4 separate regions of the Mus musculus genome follow, and all the other regions are linked to region 4. Evidence: chromatin contacts called from public Hi-C, HiChIP or PLAC-seq and promoter capture Hi-C data. All regions are on one chromosome and are shown on one strand. The core of a region is the stretch at or near the end of the contact, and the rest is flanking DNA. Distances in the headings are between cores, read along the strand shown.

Region 1 (3,263 bases), core at 265-2,764, 220 kb before region 4:
CCCCTGGCACTAACTTGTCTTCAGGTTTCTATCACTGTGATGAAACAGTGACTGAAGCAAGTTGCAGAAGAAAGGGTGTATTTGTCTCACACGTCAACATCCGTAGTCCACCACTGAAGGAAGTCAGAAGGAACACAACGGAGCAGGAACCTGGAGGCAGGAGCTGACACAGAGGCCATGGAGGGATAGCTTGCTCCCTGTAGCTCACTCATCCTTCTTACAGAACCCAGGACCACCACCATTCCAGAGATTGCACCACCCACAAAGGGCTGCCCTCCCCCACTGATCATTAACTAAGAAAATGCCCTACAGATAGATCTTAGGTGGATATTTTCTGGATTGAGTTTCCCTCCTTTTACTTAACTCTAGCGTGTCAAGGTGACATAAAACTAGCCACCATATCTGCTGAGGTTTGCAGCGCTCTCTGGGTTTCTCCCTCCTACCTCCTGCTCAGGGAGTTTGTGGTCTCTGGGGCCCTTCATGGAGTAGCCTGGCATCCAGTCTTCACTAGTCCTCCTATTTATACTAGGGTTGCTGAGAGCAGCATTTGACCAATCCTGTGGTGATCCAGGAGGACCAGGAGGCCCTCCTCACCAGTTAGGGACACTCTTAGGCAAGCTCCTTCAGAGCCCAAAGCTCTGCTACCCTTCCAACAAATGGTGCTCCCTGTCTGGGAGGCTCCACTGGGTATGAGAAGGCCCCAACTTCTTGTCTGTCCTTGCAGAGACATGGTGAGAGTTTTACGCACTGGATCCTTCTGGAGGTGCCCCAGGAGTCTGAAAGCTGTCCCCAAAACACAGGCATCAGTGGCTGCGTTTATCTGCTGGGATTCTGTACCCAGGGAGCACAAGGGCTGGCATTACCTCGTCGGTGCAGTCGAGGAAGAACTGCCAGTTAGATTCCTGAGTGTCGCTCATCAGACAAGTAGCTATCAAGCACCCATGGCTGAGGACTGGCAGGGGAAGTGGAAGCACCCACTCTCTCTCTCTGTGCCCAATGTTGTGCCTTCTTTTAAAAACGACTCTACAGGATAAAAATACATGGAAGCCACATATGAACAGCCTCCCCAGTGAGTGTCTCTGCGGTTTGAAAACTCCTTGATTAGATCTGCTACAGCTGGCTTGAATGTACAGACTAGGTTTCACAGAAGGTCAGTAACAACCAAGCTACTTGCCACTTAATGAACGCCTGCCTGCACAGAGGACTTGTGGACTTAATGCAAACTCCAAGAATCTATTAATTAGTTCCACTACTGGGCAAATTCTAGAGGTTCTCAACCTGTGGGTCGTGACTTCAGGTGACATATCAGATATTTACACTATGATTCATAACATCAAAATTACAGTTATGAAGTAGCAACAAAATAATTGTATGGTGTGGGGAGGGGTCACCAGAGCATAAGGAACTGTATTAAATAAAGTGTTGCAGCATTAGGAAGGTTGAGAACCACTGAGTGAAACAAATCTGACAGAGGAACTACAGTTTGTAAAGATGGCCACTTGATGGCGCCAGAGGACTGGCTCCAGAACCTTGGAGCCCTTTGTGCCTCCCTGAAGCCTGCAGTCATCCCTGGGAAGTCTCAGCCTGTTGTTCCCAGCCACCAGCATTTCTCTCTGACCTAGGCACCTTCTGGGCTGGGTCTTGGAACCTCAGGCACTGTTGTCTGAGCACTGGGATATGACTCACATCAGCTGCTCCCCCCACTGAGAAGGGCCTGGCATTATTGGATGTGTGAGTCTCCAGGCTCAGCCAGTGCAGTTCTTCCCTACACAGGCCCCATCTCCAGCCTGGAGCCTCTGCTTTCCGACCCCACTGACCCAGGCCCTGCCCTGCCCTGCCAGCGATCATCCTCCCAAGTCCCAGCCTTATGACAACTTACAGTCCTAACTCCACAGGACTCCGGAGTCCTAACTCCACAGGACTCTTATGCAAGGAGAAGAGAGTCTAGGGAAGAGGACAGAAGACCCCAATGCTTCCTGAGCCTATGCTGTGTGCTGCGATATCATAAATTTCCCCAAGTGACTATGAAGCAAGGTTAAGATAAAAAGAGGAAAGGTTTATTTTTGGTTTATTAGGGACTAAGACCAAAGCTTTCAGCCCACAGTCTGTTGGTCCTTTTGCTGTTGAGCCTGGGATGAAGAAGAGTATTATGGTGGGGTCACTCAGTGGAGCCAGTGTTCACTCTGTGCCTGAGGTGTGAAACGACAAGTGTAGAGGAGGGATGAGGGTCCCTTTGAGTATCCCTCCCAATGACCTAACTTCCTTCCCCTAGGCCCCATGCCCTACAGGCCCCCCCATATTACCTTCAACACATGGTCTTGCAGGGGGTGGTGATTTTACAATAAAAGCTAAGACCCACACTGACAGACTAAGCTGCACTTTCCCACCACCAAGCACACACACAGCCGAGCAGAGAACACAAGTGTGCTGTGTCTGTTTAATTTTTTCTGCTGTTTGTTGTTTTTGTTTTTCAAACAAGCTTTCACTATGTAACCCTGATGTCCTGGGATTCACTCTGTAGACCAGGCTGGGCTTGACCTCAGAGATCCACCTGCTCTGAACACAACACCCAGCACAAGGTCTGTTTTGTGGGGGTAGGAAGAAGGTGTGGGTGAAGCAGGCAGTGACATCCAGGGACAATGACAGTTTAAGCAGAGTCTGAGGTATTGTTGGTGGGATGCTTGCTGGTCTGCAAATGGAGACAGCAGGGGCAAAATGACACTGTGGTGTGAACCATAAAACCATAAGTACACTTAAGCCTGAGTAATTCATGCTGTGTGCGTGCGTGCGTGCGTGCGTGCGTGCATGCGAGTACATGCGTACATGCCTGCCTTCATGCATGGATTCTGGGAGTGAGATGTGGTCATCTAGGCACCACTGAGTTCATCCTATGGGAAAAAGGGATTAGACATCCCAGGAAGGGAAGAACCAAAACAGAAATGGAGCAACAGCGGCAGGTGCCAAGAAAGGAACTGAGGGACCTGCAAGCAGCTTACGGTGAGGGAAGGTGCAGGTCGCCAGTGGGAGCAGAGAAGTAGGAGCCAAGGCCAAGGCCAAGGGAGGGACCACAGATACAGGAAGGAGAAAGGAGAGCAGAGTAGCCCCAGTTCCTGAGAGGAGACAAACCATGCCACTGGGGAGTGAGAGGCCCTTCCCTTGCAGGACTCACCCCTGCCCTTTGGTCCCACATGGAAATCCTCCCGTGGGTGGACTCTCCCCCTACCCTGCCCCGACATCCATGCACTTTTCTTCCTGCAGTATGT
Region 2 (3,247 bases), core at 637-3,136, 140 kb after region 4:
CAAATGGCACAGACAAAGGGGAAGCCAACCAGCTCACTCCAGCCACAGCCTGGGAAACTAGAGACCAGAGAGGCACTGCTCTATGCTGCCAGCCCAGTAGGTGTGATCAGCATCTGGGACAAAGGACCAGAAGGAACAGTCTGACTAGGTGTACACAGAGGGGCTTGTTTGGTTTGAATTTTAGAGGGTTTATTGTAGATGCACAGGTGGGGCTCAAAAGAGCAGAGTTGTGTGGCAAAGAGGGGTGCTTTAGGTAAGAGTGGAAAACACCAGTGTACCAGAGAAAGCATGCTTAGGCTCTGGCCAGCATCTGAAAGAAAGAAAGAAAAAAAAAACGGAAAAGAAGACAGGCTTGACTCAAGGTGGGCAGACCTAAGTGAACCATGGCAGCTCCGAGACTGCACCCTTCATTTATTTGTTTGTTTATTTATTTGTTTGTTTGTTTTTATAGGTCAGGGATAGTGACACATGCCTTTAATCCTAGCACTTAGGAGGTACAGGCAGGAGATCTTTATGAGTTCAAGGCCCGCCTGTTCTACAAAGTTTGTGCCAGGACAGCCAGGACTACATAGAGAGATCCTGTTTTAAAAACAAACAAACAAATAAACAAACACAACAACAACATCAACAAAACCTCCCACAAGATTTGCAGGAGCCAGAGGAGTGAAGGACACCAGAACAAGTCCCACAGGTCCTCTATGTGAGTCTGTGCTAGGTCCTCTGCATGGGTCTGTGCTAGGTCCTCTGCGTGGGTCTGTGCTAGGTCCTCTGCGTGGGTCTGTGCTAGGTCCTCTGCGTGGGTCTGTGCTAGGTCCTCTGCGTGGGTCTGTGCTAGGTCCTCTGCATGGGTCTGTGCTAGGTCCTCTGCGTGGGTCTGTGCTAGGTCCTCTGCATGTGTCTGTGCTAGGTCCTCTGCGTGGGTCTGTGCTAGGTCCTCTGCATGGGCCTGTGCTAGGTCCTCTATGTGAATCTGTGCTAGGTTCTCTGCATGGGTCTGTGCTAGGTCCTCTGCGTGTGTCTGTGCTAGGTCCTCTGCATGTGTCTGTGCTAGGTCCTCTGCGTGGGTCTGTGCTAGGTCCTCTGTGTGGGTCTGTGCTAGGTCCTCTGTGTGGGTCTGTGCTAGGTCCTCTGTCTGTATGTTATGGTGTTAACTTGGTGTTTTAGCTGGACTCCTAACAGTAGGAGTAGGGGGTGGTGTCTCTGACTCTTTGGCCTGCTCTTGGGACACCTCTCCTCCTCCTCACCTTGGTATGAGGGTTTGTGTCGAGTCTTATCCCACCTTATATGCTGAACTCAGTTGATATCCCTGGGAGACCTGCTCTTTTCTGAAGGGACAGAGGAGGAAGGAATGGATCTGAGGGAGAGGGGGTGGGGACTGGGCGGAGTCAAAGGAGGTATTGAAAAAAATAAATAAAACAAAAACAAAACAAAAAGAGAACTAGAAAGACTACATGGGCATGGTGGTGGGTAACTGTAATCTGAGCATTTGGGGAGAGACTGGGGCAGGAAGGTCAAGAGTTCAAGGCCAGTCTGAGACACGTGTGTGTGTGTGTGTGTGTGTGTGTGTGTGTGTGTGTGTGTTGCAGAGGTGCTTCTGACATCTTTGTAATGCAGCCCAATGGGCTTATGGGCAGCAGTCACACATCACACATTATTTCCTGCTGTACATCTCCAGTGAAGGGTTACATGGAACTACTGGGTTAGAGAGCCTCCAAAGCAAACAGTGCCTGTGTTCTGTTCTTACTTATGTCATAGCACTGTCCTCTGACAAACTTATACAGAAACCTGCCAGTCAGCAGAGTGAGTGGCTACAGCCTCCAAGGGGCTCACACTGCTGTCAGGCTCCTTTAATGGAGAAGGCTGGCCTAGAGTCAAAGCAAGCCACAACCCTGGGCCAATTGGGAAGTGCCTAAATCGGTACAGATGGGAGCAGTTTTCCACACTACCCACGTAAAGCTAGGTCCAGAAGAAACCAAAAAAAAAAAACCAACTTTGTCCTGTGGGAGGCTTCGGGAAGAAAAAAGAGGGTTCAAGTTTATCACTTTAAGTGGTTTGGCTGCAGGAAGAAGTGAAGAAAAGTGTGTTTCCCCAGAGAAACAGTGCTCACATCCAGCCTACTTCACTCAATACCCCAGAAGTACTGACATTTACAAAGGGAATGATCTTTTTTCAAGACTAGAAATAGAGGAAATCCTGTTCTTTAGTAAAGGTTCCCCTCCCCCAGTCCTTTTCAAATTCAAAGGATCATCAAAGGAGCAGGTGCAAACCCTGTCTCAGCCCTCCCTGGGACTCACAGGGAGCAGAGGTGGAGGCTGCAGTCAGCTGCCTGCTCTTCTGTTCTCTGGAGAACAAGAAGCACTTTTTCTGTCATCCAAGAGCAAATGAGCATCTCTGATGACTACTCCCCACCTCTAACACCTCCCAGGCTCCCAGGCTCCTCTCCCTGCTTTGTTTATGAATGAACTTCCTCTGATACACCAATCATCTTCTCAAGGAGAAGACCCCGAGGACTTTGCCCCACCTCTCATAGCGGAGGAAGACATTGTTGAGGTCATCGTTGACGTGCAGCAGCTCCTCGGTGACCTCCTCATTGGACACTCGGGAGATGAGCTCCACTATGCGGTGCTGCATGGCTCGGCAGGTCCTGTTCAATTCCTAGGGAACATATGCACTTCTGGCAGGGCCTGCTGGGAATGCTTTTCTCACATTCCACTGCCTTTGAAAGGATTTGCACTGTTTCTTGAAAGTCACAGAAGGAGTACATGCTTGTTCATAAAATCAGGCGTGTGCAGAATGTGAAGTTAACAGCTTCCTCCTCTCCTGCCTCAGAGGAAGCAAGTAGTTCTGTAGGCTTGCGAGCATGTGCAACCACACACACACACACACACACACACACACACACAATGACGGACACACACATGCACGCATTCACACAGATACCCAGACACACACACAGAGATGCACACTCACACGTGCACACACACACATACACACACACACCTCTGAGCATACACAAGTATGTTAGTACAAGTCATTTTTAAAAAGAATATTTAATGCAAATAAATTTGGAAATCAATATGGGATACCTATAAAGATACAATTTAGTAAGGCTATTTAAGCAGATATATTCCTATAATTCCACTAAAAACAAAACAATTAATTAAACCATCACATACAGAAAAAAGCTTTGGATGGCTGAAATAATACCATAACAACCATTTTGCTTTGTCTTTGTCAGTTAAGCTTT
Region 3 (2,802 bases), core at 233-2,732, 180 kb before region 4:
GCTATGAATACCCCTCAGGAGACTGGGGAAGGCAAGACTGTTTTAAACAGAATACCAGCAGCACAGGAACTAACTCCACCATCAACTGATAGGAACAGGAGAATGACAGTTCTCTGCACAGGACACAGTCAGCAGTTAACAGACAGCCCAGAGAAGGGGAGAAAATCGGTACCCAGTACACTTCAGAGAGGGGATAATGTCCAGAACTTAGAAAGAACTGTGGAGATTAAACGCCAAGGGAATAAAACTGCCAACCAGCAAATGGACAAATGAACTGAATAGACAGATTTTTAAAAAGACACACAGACAGATGGCCAATTTACTATTTTTAAAATTATCCAATACCCCCACCATTAGGGAATGCCAATCAAAACTACTTTGAGGTACCACCTAACCCCAGTCCAAATGGCGTTTGTCAATAAATCTGACCACAAACGTTGGAGAGGATGTGGAGAAACAGGAACTCTTAATTCACCATTGAAGAGAATTCACTGTTGTTGAGGATGCAAACTGATACAGCCCCGTGGAAACCGCTGCAGAGAGGTCTCAAAAAATAAAAATAAAACCAGAACTAGCACGTGACCCAACTAGTCCACTCCTGGGTATACACCCACCAAACCACACCCACCCTATAGATATGTGCACCACTGTGTTAATTACTGTTTAATTCACTATGGCAAAAAATTGGAATCAACAGAGGAGCCAATAATGAAACATATATGTGTGTGTGTGTGTGTGTGTGTGTGTGTATATACATATGTAATGGAATATAATATATCATGTATTATATATAATGGATTATTGCTCAGCTCTAAAGAAAAGTGAAATAAAAATTTGCAAGAAAACAGATGGCCTTAAAATGTATAATATCCAGTGAGGTCACACAGCCTCAGAAAGAAAAAGCCCCATGTCCTCTTCATATGGTGAATCTAGCAAATATTATACACACACATGCAAACAAGCGTGCCTGCCGGTACAGTATGATATGGAGAAGAGAGAACGAGAAAGGCTGAACACCACGGGAAAGGAGGGCTGAATGCAAGGAAAGAATGCGACCTAAGAGAGAGAATATAAATCTGTTTTTCTAGTTCTAACTCCGTCATAAGATTTATTCTTTTGGTTTTGGTAGTGGATAAACAAACACCTAAAGTATATTTGATAGTGAAAGATAAAGTTCACTGAGAAGTCCCACAGCGTCCCTAGGTAGGATTATAATTGCTGAGATGAAACACCGGGACCAAGCTGGGGAGGACAGGGTTTGTCTGGCTTACACATCTTGAATTACAGCCCACTGAGAGAAACCAAGGCAGGAACTCCAGCAGCGCAGGAAGCTGGAGGCAGAGGCTGAGGCAGAGACCATGGAGAGGTGCTGCTCACTGGCTTTCCCCTACCCAGGATCACCTGACGGGGTGGCCCCACCCACAACGGGCTGGACCCTCCCACTTTAATCACCAATTAAGAAGCTGCCCCACAGATCTTACGGAGGCATTTTCTCAGCTGAGGTTCCCTCCTTTCCGGCGATCCTAGCTTGTGTCCAGTTGACATAAACCAGCCGGCACAGCTTCCATCCTGAGTACCTATTCAGCCAGCTGTGAGTTGTCTAAACTCAGGGTCTGGTTAATTTGGGTATGTGGCTGATTTATTTTAAGTTATTTTAACAATAAAGTTTAAAAACCTTTAAAAGTTGTTGTTGTTTTTTTTCTTTCAGACCATGGTTACCACAGTGCCTGACAGGGAGGAGGTCAGAGCCAGAGATGTGGGATGCTGACTCCGAGACCGAGATTTGAACTGACAGAAGCTGATGGGACAGGAGAGCTGGTTGGTCCCCTTGAAACATTTCTAGGATTAAAAAAATAAAAGGCTCGTAACCATGAACCTCAGCTCTGACGAAAGCTTGGAATCTCTGGGGATTGGAAACAAAGGCCATGTTCCCAGTTCTCCCCAGGCCTCTCTCTGGGGCGCTGGGGAGTCTTAAGCTCAGCACGTGGAGCCCACCTGACCTCTGTCACAGGTCTACACCAAGGCCAGGGAGCAAAGCACACCGGCCCTGAGCTTGGCGTGAGGAGCGGGGACCCGGTCCTCAGTAAAACACCTGACAGTAACAGGAGCCCAAGCCCTTTCTCCGTCCAAGCCATGATTGGGGACGGTGTTCTGGACCCTGTCTGTGTCTCTTGGGCCTCAACTCTCTGACTCTAGATCTTCCGTGAGCCACTCCACATGCCCTTTTAAAAATGTCAAACTCAGGGCCAGTGTGATGCTGCTGTGGGTAAAGACACCTGCTACCACGCATGGTTATTTGCTTGATCCCTGTCACTTTCATGGTAGAAGGAGAGAACCAATTCTCATGGGCTGTCCTCTGATCTACACACACACACACAACACACACACACACACAAACACATACTAAATAAATGAATAAAAAATTTTAAACTCAGATTTAAATTTAATTATCTTATATACATTCATAGCACTGCCTGTTAGCAAATATACCCATGGAATCAGAACTCAGACTTGAAGCCAGAAGGCAGCACCCAATGGCTCTGGGGCTCTCTGCCCTGCAGGTGCAATCTCTAACTGGATTTTACCTGTTTTTGAGCTTTATCTGTAAGTGGTGTCTTAGTCAGGGTTTCTATTCCTGCACAAACATCATGACCAAGAAGCAAGTTGAGAAGAAAGGGTTTATTCAGCTTATACTTACACATTGCTGTTCAGCACCAAAGGAAGTCAGGACTGGAACTCAAGCAGGTCAGGAAGCAGGAGCTGATGCAGAGGCCATGGAGGGATGTTACTTACTGGCTTGCT
Region 4 (3,100 bases), core at 164-2,663:
TTTGTGTTTCCCGCCAGGCAGTAAGGAGGACCTAGGGTGGGTCTCGGCTTTGTCAGTATAAGTGAAGGACCTTCATAGATGTGGTGGGCTAGGAGAGAAGCAGTCAGGATGTATAGGATGAGGCAGAAGGGGTGAAGTGTCTGTTACAAGAAGACAAAGGTGCTGAACTTAGCACAACGCTCACACTCCTGATGAAGAAACAGGACTGAAAGGGTGACTGACTCACTTGTGTCAAGTCACCTGGGGACTTGGGTGCTTTGACCTGATGAATGGCTCAGACTTCGACGAAGCAGGTAACTCATGCCACCCTGAGGAGGGGAGCAGAAGCCTTGGGGTAGCCACGGCTCATGGGGCTGTCTATAAGTTAATCGGTTCATTTACAAATCCATTCAAAATTCTTTTACTTAAAATCTGTTGGTGGCTTACTTCCCACAGCACTAAGGAGGCTGCCTTTAGGCTCTTTGTAGTCCTACAGGCCCTGACCTTGGATTAAAATTCAGCATGCTTTTTTTTTTTTTTTTTGGTTTTCCGAGACAGGGTTTCTCAGTGTAGCCCTGGCTGTCCTGGAACTCACTCTGTAGACCAGGCTGGCCTGGAACTCAGACATCCGCCTGCCTCTGCCTCCCAAGTGCTGGGATTAAAGGCGTGTGCCACCACTGCCTGGCTAACATGCCCACTTCTTATCCCATTGGGTATGTATGGCCTCCTTACACTTGTGCTTATTCATCAAGAGCACTCCTGCCTCGGGGCACCCACACTTGTCTTTTCCTCTCAAAGAATGCTCTTCCATGCGCTGCTGGTGCAGGCTCCTTCCTGCTCTTCAGCGATTTGTTCAGACAGGCCTTCTCTCACTCGCAGCTAAATCCATCACTGCACCTGCTGATTTTCTTCCTAGCACTTATTTCGCTCTAAAATTATCTTCGTTATGGACCTGATCATTGTTGGCTGTCTGAGTCTCCCCTACACAATGCCAGCTCCTTGACAGGCAGGAACCGCACTGCTTCGGTACCCAACAAGGTGCCACATGTGCCGTGACTACATTTTTTACATCTAACTTGAGGAAATTTGAAACGGATTCTCCAACCAAAGAAACAGTCACAGGTGAGGGCCACATGGTGGTGGAATGAGCGGGGGACGGGGAGAGGCCTGGCCCAAGTCTAAGTCCAAAATCCTCAGCGAGTGATGAGCAGACCATGTCCTGTGGCTGTCCCCAGGCCTTTCTCGCCGGGCTGCACCTTCAGGCCCTCTGCCAAGCCCCTGCCCCCAGACAGACATGGGGCGTGCAGTGGGGCGCGCGGGCGCCAGGGGGCGCTGTCGGGGCGCGAACGGCCCACCTGGCACCCGAGGCCACGAGCGAGAGCTGCCTGGCCGCCCGGGAACTTTTTTCCTCGCGCTCTCGCTCTCCTGCTCCCCCCGCACGTCGCCCGCCCGCCCGCCGCTCTTCCTGTGTGGAGGGGATCGCATTTCTCTCGGGCTCCCGCGGGCATCAGGCAGGCCCGGCAGGGTGCGCGGTCAGGGCCCGCTACGCGCGCCGCCGGCTCCCGGCGCCCCGGTGCCACCCCCGCTCGCGCCTGGGCTCGGACAGGCCGCTTGCAGAGCCAGGCGGTGGTGGCGGTGGTGGCGGCGGTGGCCAGGGTAGCTGGCTGCCTTGTCGAGGTCCGAGGAAGGGGCCCCGCGGCCCACCCTCTTTCCCGCCCGGGCGGCCGTCGTGCCGGACACCCATGGGCGCGCGGGCCTCCGGGCCGCGAAGTCGCAGCGCCGGACGCCGGGCCCCGGAGTGACCGCGGGCTCCGAGGTGAGCGGGGAGCCCGGCGCGGGGACAAGGACCTGGGCGGGGGCGGCGCGAGGCGTGGGGACCCAGCGGGCAGGGGTCCGGGCGGGGGCCGAGCGCGCGTGGGGCGCGGACGCGGGGTCGCGCGGCCTGGCTTTGTGTGGCGCCGGCGTGAGGCCGCTGGTGGCCGTGTAGGAGCTGCATGAGGGGATTCTGGAGAGTCGGTGGCCCGCCGGGCGCCGGTGCTGGGACCTGAGGCCCAGTGTCACCGAGTGTGGGGCGGGGACGTGGGGCGGTGCAGCGAGGGCCCGAGGGAGCTTTGTGAGTGCGTTCTGGGTGGGGACGGGGAGCCGGAGGCTCGGGGTGTAGCCTGCTCCCGGGTGTCCGGACTGCGAGGGCCGCTCGTGGTGACACAGGACGCGGCGGTCGCCGCGTGTCCCCGCCTGGGCCTGTGCGCAGGCCCCGCACTGACCAGGAAACGGTCCCCGCGACCCAGGAGTCCCTTCGTGGCCAGGCCCTGGGCGCACGGGCCTTTTGGGGTGACGCCACCGGCTGGAGCCCGGGACACGCGAGCTTGGTGCCCTTCCGAAAGCGGCGCGGCGGCCAGGCCCGTGGGCCCTTTCGAGGCCGAGTCCCACGCCTTTTGGAGGCAAGAAGACCTGTGGGGGGGGGATACTGGGCCGAGCGCGGCAGGGGCGAGGGCTTGGCAGGGCTGGGAGGTGACATTTGGAGCTCTGGTCACAACTGGAGGCCTTCAAGGAGGAGCAGAGGGGAAGCGAAACACAAGGCAGGCTCCAGGTCGCGGCGGCCCCAGTTTCCCGGGGCGCCCGTTTTTCCCAGCGACCAGCTAGCTAGCTCCTCTTGGGGCTCCCGGTCGCTCATTCACACAGCAGGGCGGGAGTGCAGCCAGGAGCTGTGCCTGCGTCCCGGGAACCCAGGACCTGAGGACTCTGAATGGATTAAACCCGAGCGTCTTACGCTCCGAAGGACTGGGGACGTGAGGCTGCGTGCCTGCACGGCGAGCCCAGGCCGGCGCGTCCCAGCCCCACCGCACGCACTCCCGCAGCGCTTGTGTCGCGGTTCGAGCGGGGCCCCGCGCCCCCTCCCACCCCCTTTTCCAACGGCAGTGCTGTGTTGAGAATTCAAGGGCATTACATCTGGTTGCAATCTAGTTTCATGCGGCTGCTGGGCTGTTAAGACCTCGAGCTGACGTCAGAGCAGGGGAATTACTTCTTTTTATTTTATCTTTTTTTAGTTGTCTGCTGCCCTGGGAGGGGAGGCGGGTGGAGAGTGGGGCCAGGCAAGCTGTGATGTGGAGGCGCCAGCGCG

The links. Promoter capture Hi-C pulls out the DNA fragments that hold promoters and counts their contacts. Hi-C and Micro-C count contacts between places; a contact is called where the count stands out from the background. HiChIP or PLAC-seq counts read pairs in DNA pulled down with a chosen protein or histone mark.
Region 1: an H3K4me3 HiChIP or PLAC-seq map of forebrain shows a contact between it and region 4, with 3 times the contacts expected there. The contact joins the enhancer-like site here to the promoter of Rai1 in region 4. A contact is called at or near these places in 17 of 39 promoter capture datasets (the 3T3-L1 cell line, 3T3-L1-derived adipocytes, the HPC-7 cell line and 11 more), 1 of 15 datasets of contacts at CTCF or cohesin (embryonic stem cells), 1 of 484 Hi-C or Micro-C datasets (embryonic stem cells), 8 of 115 datasets of contacts at active chromatin or transcription factors (DN3 thymocytes, the HPC-7 cell line, embryonic forebrain and 4 more) and 1 of 9 other capture datasets (adipose tissue).
Region 2: a contact with region 4 is called in a Hi-C map of cerebral cortex, with 2.0 times the contacts expected there. The contact joins the enhancer-like site here to the promoter of Rai1 in region 4. A contact is called at or near these places in 13 of 39 promoter capture datasets (the 3T3-L1 cell line, 3T3-L1-derived adipocytes, cranial neural crest and 6 more), 1 of 15 datasets of contacts at CTCF or cohesin (CD8 T cells), 7 of 484 Hi-C or Micro-C datasets (the HL-1 cell line, cerebellum, cerebral cortex and 4 more), 11 of 115 datasets of contacts at active chromatin or transcription factors (the 230-238 cell line, T-cell acute lymphoblastic leukemia, double positive thymocytes and 8 more) and 4 of 9 other capture datasets (adipose tissue, embryonic stem cells, liver and 1 more).
Region 3: a promoter capture Hi-C map of liver shows a contact between it and region 4, with 3 times the contacts expected there. The contact joins the promoter of 1810063I02Rik here to the promoter of Rai1 in region 4. A contact is called at or near these places in 16 of 39 promoter capture datasets (the 3T3-L1 cell line, 3T3-L1-derived adipocytes, the C10 cell line and 10 more).

What each region holds. Positions count from the first base shown.
Region 1 is chr11:59,878,612-59,881,874 of GRCm38.p6, forward strand. No RefSeq gene overlaps it. Among named protein-coding and RNA genes, the nearest start is that of Nt5m, 32 kb to the left of the region's middle. Within about 2 kb of position 1,515, at least 61 of the 459 cell types and tissues checked have an H3K27ac peak or open chromatin away from gene starts, as enhancers often do. A contact at or near this core is called in adipose tissue and forebrain, where this site is marked.
Region 2 is chr11:60,246,410-60,249,656 of GRCm38.p6, forward strand. Tom1l2 (target of myb1-like 2 (chicken)) reads right to left here. Exons shown (of 15, transcript NM_153080.3): 8 at 2,522-2,655. Among named protein-coding and RNA genes, the nearest start is that of Gm38501, 11 kb to the right of the region's middle. Within about 2 kb of position 1,887, at least 48 of the 459 cell types and tissues checked have an H3K27ac peak or open chromatin away from gene starts, as enhancers often do. A contact at or near this core is called in T-cell acute lymphoblastic leukemia, cerebral cortex, double positive thymocytes and 7 more, where this site is marked.
Region 3 is chr11:59,920,017-59,922,818 of GRCm38.p6, forward strand. 1810063I02Rik (RIKEN cDNA 1810063I02 gene) reads left to right here and starts at 1,483. Exons shown (of 2, transcript NR_130986.1): 1 at 1,483-1,591; 2 at 1,709-1,873.
Region 4 is chr11:60,103,600-60,106,699 of GRCm38.p6, forward strand. Rai1 (retinoic acid induced 1) reads left to right here and starts at 1,414. Exons shown (of 6, transcript NM_009021.2): 1 at 1,414-1,795.